Regions from separate parts of the Mus musculus genome. Here region 2 is linked to region 1. A link is a contact called in public promoter capture Hi-C data. All regions are on one chromosome and are shown on one strand. The core of a region is the stretch at or near the end of the contact, and the rest is flanking DNA. Distances in the headings are between cores, read along the strand shown.

Region 1 (2,632 bases), core at 72-2,571:
AAAGTCTTGGAAAGAATTCTAAATGGGAGGAAAAATCCTTTAAGGTACAGGTCTTCTCACTGTTTAAGGAAACCAGGTAGTTGGAAACAGCAAAACGCAGCGCAGTGTTTCTTTTCCCCGGGGGCCTGTCTGTGGAGACAAATGCATTGCCGGATCACAGTACAGCTTCTCTCTGATGCAAGGCTATGGAGCACACCTTGAAGCTTTGCTCATTAAACCAGGTACAGCTAATAAGCACAGGGGAAGACTAAGAGCCATAATCAATACCTGACGCCTGAATGTGCATGGGTATTTTTGCCTGCATGTTTGCCTGTATACCCATGTATGCTGGTGTCGTTGGAAGCCAGACAGAGTGTATGGTCTCCTAGACCGAGTTATAAAAAGTGATGATCCACCAGATGGGCACTGAGAAGCAAGCTCAGGTCCTCTGGAAGAAAAGCCAGCATCCTGTAACCGTTGAGCCACCTCTTCAGCCCATATCTTAAATTATGGCTGTAACCCTTTCATTCCATATCAACTCAAGAAGCTAAATGCAACAACATGTATTATGGCAATAATAAAGATCATGAGAAAATATCACTGTCAAAATCACAGGAAAAAACTGTGAGCATGAGTCTCAGTAGAGTCAGTTAGTTTTGAACTTCATGGGTTCCGTCTAATCTAGTCTCCTGAGAGCGGACCTTGAACAACAGGCCGCACCACTGCACCAGACTGAGAACTGTTGTATTAGGAAGAAATGTGCTCAGAAGAGAAACAACAGGTTGTTTACTCCCAGAATGGAGCAGGATTCATGCCCAGCACAGAAGGAAGAGCTGCTGAGCTGGACCCTAAGAGAGCACGCCTCGCAGACATACCAACGTGAGGAGGTGTTTCTCTTTGTGTGTAGCTCATAGAAAGGAATAGCCTAAGATTCCTCTGAACACAAGGAAGGGGATGTAGAAAACGTGTGAATGACCACCCAGGGTCACTATGTAATCAGCATCATTGTTTGGCAAGAAAGCCATTTTCATTTAAGCTTACATAGCTTTAAGGAGGATGTGAACGTGCCGCAGGCTCCTGGTGGGGAGTGTCCGGGTCGGACCTCACTTTAGCAGAGCTGAGGCCTGGGAGAAGCCCGGTCTCACAGGCAGGTAAGCCTGCCGAGTCATCTACATTGGGGTTGTGTTATTTTCCTACCCATATGCTTCACATTTGTTATATTCACCTTTCACAAGCAATGCTACATAAACACGAGTTTTCAAGGCGAACAGGCTATAAAAGGTGAAACACAGAACTGAACCCAGCACTGCTCAGCTGGGAAAGTCCTTACAAAGCATGGGAAGGCCTGCACTTTGGGGAGAGTTAAAGAAACGATGGCTGGGAACATTCACACTCTCCTGCTTAGAATGCTGAAGGAACTTAGCAAACAGCTCTTGAGCAAGAAGCCCAGAGGGAAATAAGAGTCAGGCAAGCACCACCTCCAGTTCAGGGGTGTCCAGATTCCAGAGGACAACAGTGGACCGCGCACCGCTGACAGTCTGGGAGACTGGGAGCCTCACTTCCAAGACAAGGTTCTTGTCCACGATGAGTGTACTAGGCAGCTCCTAGAAACCCCTCACACTAAGTTCACACTGAGCGCCCACAACAACTTTATCTCTAACCCTCAGAAACCAAAACCAAAACAAACCAACAAGCAAACGAATCCCCGTAAATTATGGAACATGTAATTAAAATACCATGCTTACAAACATCACACACAGAGCCTTTCTCAAGCACGCAGTTCTTATATCTAACAGTGGCCTTCTTGGAGACCATGCTGTGTTCAAAGCTTTGTCTACCATTTGTTCCTCTTCTCCAGCAGAAGCAATCCACTAAACACTTCTTTTCCTTTCTTCAAGTTGTGAAACAACAACAACACCCCCCAAAAACCTTGTTCTCCTTTTTAAAAATCATTTAAAAAAAAAAAGAAAGAAAGAAAAGCCAGAGAGCTAGAAAGACAAGAAAGGAAGAAAAGGAAGGAAGGAAGGGAGGGAAGAGGAAGGAGGAAGAGAAAGAGGAGGAGGAAGGCAGCAAACAACTCTTCTCATCATTTGGGACTACAGTCTAAAATCAAGCATCAAGCAGCTCATTATTACCTCTTTATAACTGTTATAACAAGCACTGCACTTATATAAACAAACAAACAAACAAATAAATAGAATCAATATACATTTTCTTTTTTTATTTTATTTTTTACTTTATTCAACACAATATATATTTTATACCAATCATAAAAATGATGGACATGTTATTAAATGAACATAAATAGGTAAAGTCTTCTTGCTTGTTTATTTGTTTTGTTTTGTTTTGTTTTTAGTAGAGTTTAAAATCTTGGCTCTTAACTGTGGTACAAACACAAAATAAGGACAATTTTTAGACATTGGAGTTCATTGTAAGAAGGCTGTACTTCAATGTCCCTCACATCACCAAAGGATTTTACCTCCACAGTAGCTAAGCTAAGAGTTGACAGTTCTGCTGCGCCAAGGAATGAATTGTAGGCACGATTATTTGGACACAGATTTCCTGCTATGGACAAAGTTATTTGACTAAAGTGATTGTCATCATTCTCGGACCACAGGGAACAGGTTACATTCATTTAAAAAATGGGGTGTGT
Region 2 (2,632 bases), core at 49-2,548, 250 kb after region 1:
CTTCCTCTGAAGAAGTTTATAAACTTAGGAGGACTTTTCTAACCATCCCTGGAAGCAGGTTGTCTGGCTTACATTTGAGATGCTGTCTTCCTTACCCCTGAAGGAAACGAATGACCTTTTCTCTGAAGGCTTGCTAAGCTCTCCCAGCCTGATATTATCAGATCAGAATTTTAATCTAATTGTTCTTTTTCTATAACTATCCACATTGTCAAACCCCCTTAAAAAAATCACACAGGTTTACCTGGTTTGGGGGGAAATTGGAAAGAGCATGGTCTTCAATTTCTTATGAAGGGTTCCAAGGCACAGGAAACTAAATAAAATTGTGTGCATTTTCTTGTTACTTTGTCTTTTGTTACAGGATTCTGAGACCTCAACATAACAAAGTAAACAATATCCCCTTCCCTCACTATCAGTCTTTATACAAGCCGACCTGCTGCTACAAATTCTTTTTGTCCTTCTAATGTGAAAGGTTATTTTGTACGGATAGGATGAAGGGTGGAGCTCATCTTTGTGGGTTGGGTGAAGGGGCGGAGCTCATCTTTGTGGGTTGGGTGAAGGGCCAGATTCCATCTTTGTAGGCGGGGTGAAGGGGCGGGGCCCATCTTTGCATTCTGGAATCTGTGAGTTTATGGTGGGGGCTCCTGGAGAGATGTCAGTTATAGCACTTCAGGGGCTCTGGCTCACATCTTCCTATCTTCATCTTGTTTTCCAGAAACGGCATCAACTCTTTTCCTAGCATGATCCTGTAGCCTTAGGGATTATAAAGATACAGAAAACTGAATTTATATGACATTTATTTACATTTACAATAATGAAAATTGCTCTGAAAGGCTTTGTGCATAGAAATGGATATGGAATTTTATTCATTTTTAAGCTAAATGCAATTTTGTTAAGAAGGTTATTAGATTGAGAGATTGCTAAAACTTCAGCCTGTTAGAATTACAATGGTCTTGGCATATTTTTGCTCCAATGAGAAAAGTGCCTTTGGTTAGCATGATAAACGATTCCAAGTACATTTATCTCATAAAATAGAAGATGAAACGATTTAGAATGTTCATTTGAGCATTATGCTTTCTCTTATTTTGACTGCTGTTTTTCCCCCCAGAAGGAGAGGACAAACTGTATTTCTGGGTTTTTTTTAAGGAGATTGTTCCATTCCCAGCATTTTTGGGTCTCTCAGACTGCCGAGATAGTGATGGAAGGTTTCCAAACGCAGGCCAGGCGGTTGTTCTCTCAGGAGCCTGCTGACCCTTCACCTATGGCCGGCACTGGGCTCTCTCTGGACAGAATAACTGCTGTACTTCTGGGCTGCACTTCCTTCCTGCCCGTGCTCCCTGTCCTGAGCCTGGGCCTGTCTTCTCTCCCTCTCATCTCTGCCTGTTGGCATGTGTTGTTCTCTGTGCTTCTTTTCTTTCCTTGTTTCTCTCTTAACCTTTCTGTCTCCTTTTTCATTTGCTTGATTTTTCAGTTGGACCTATAAATGAAGATTCATTGTTTTTACTTTGTTTTGTATGTATGTGTGCCTTATGTGCGAGTCCCTGTGTAGCCCAGAAGAGGGCACTGTATCCAATAGACCCGGAGTTATGCTCTGGATGTGGGTGCTGGGTACTGCATCTGGGTCCTCTGCAAGAGCAGCAAGTACTCTTAACCTCTGAGCTGTTTCGCCAGTCCCTCTAATCATCTTTCAAGTATCAATTCATTAGTTTCAGCAAAACTGTGAGGTAGGGCTCATCACCCTAGCCCCACCTGGTTACCTGATAGACAAAAATGAGGTGAAGTTCCTTACTTGTTGGTAAATGGCAGAGCCATCATGTGCATCCAGGCAATTTGACCAGATTCTGTTTGGATGAGTTATATGAAATCTTGTCAGTTTATAAATTAGCTGCTAGGCTCCCCAGACATTTTCTGAGAATACCCCTTGCCTTTTTGGCTTAGCCAAAAGACAGCTTTTTATCTGAAATGGTAGTTTCTGTTGATGAGGAAGCTGTACATTTCTCCAATCCCATCATACCCAGGACCCAGAGGTGTCACTGCCGTGCCCTGGTCTTTATCTTTTCTTCTTGTCCTGACCTTATGGAAATCTTTCTTCATTGGTGTTTCATGGCATCTGGCTTGTTATCACCCCTCCCCCTTTCTGCGGTCACCTTGGCGTTCCATTCATTTATTGAACCTTTGTGTTTCTTTAACCTGTACTGTGATTCCCGATTGCTCCTGTAACAGAACACAAACTACTGGTGATGCTGGCTCTGATGTTTGTATATATTTGGCCCAGGGAGTGGTACTGTTAGGAGGTGTAGCCTCGTTGTAGTAGGTGTGGCTTTGTTGGAGTAGGTCTGTTACTGTGGACGTGGGCTTTAAGACCTTCCTCTAACCACATGGAAGCCAATGTTCTCCATAGCAGCCTTCAGATGAAGATGTAGAACTCTCAAATCCCCCAGCATCATGCCTGCCTGGATGCTGCCATACTCTGGCCTTGATGATAATAGATTGAGCCTCTGTAAGGTTCTGTAAGCCAGTCCCAATTAAATGCTGTCCTTTCAAGAGTTGCCTTGGTCATGGTGTCTGTTCACAGCAGTAAAACCCTAAGATACTGGCCACAGGGTGAGCGTTAGAGGCAATCAGAATGAACGTG

The links. Capture Hi-C pulls out chosen DNA fragments and counts their contacts.
Region 2: a promoter capture Hi-C map of adipose tissue shows a contact between it and region 1. The contact joins two enhancer-like sites. A contact is called at or near these places in 11 of 39 promoter capture datasets (the C10 cell line, the HPC-7 cell line, Sertoli cells and 8 more), 1 of 15 datasets of contacts at CTCF or cohesin (stem cell-derived epiblast-like cells), 83 of 484 Hi-C or Micro-C datasets (the 3T3-L1 cell line, the AML12 cell line, B cells and 57 more), 9 of 115 datasets of contacts at active chromatin or transcription factors (the NIH/3T3 cell line, PVALB interneurons, acute myeloid leukemia and 5 more) and 4 of 9 other capture datasets (adipose tissue, embryonic tail, liver and 1 more).

The regions. Positions count from the first base shown.
Region 1 is chr10:25,509,455-25,512,086 of GRCm38.p6, reverse strand. All of the region lies in intron 18 of Epb41l2 (erythrocyte membrane protein band 4.1 like 2), which reads right to left. Among named protein-coding and RNA genes, the nearest start is that of Smlr1, 26 kb to the left of the region's middle. Within about 2 kb of position 1,321, at least 13 of the 459 cell types and tissues checked have an H3K27ac peak or open chromatin away from gene starts, as enhancers often do. A contact at or near this core is called in adipose tissue, where this site is marked.
Region 2 is chr10:25,256,282-25,258,913 of GRCm38.p6, reverse strand. All of the region lies in intron 5 of Akap7 (A kinase (PRKA) anchor protein 7), which reads left to right. Among named protein-coding and RNA genes, the nearest start is that of Gm25016, 8.6 kb to the left of the region's middle. Within about 2 kb of position 1,298, at least 3 of the 459 cell types and tissues checked have an H3K27ac peak or open chromatin away from gene starts, as enhancers often do. A contact at or near this core is called in adipose tissue, where this site is marked.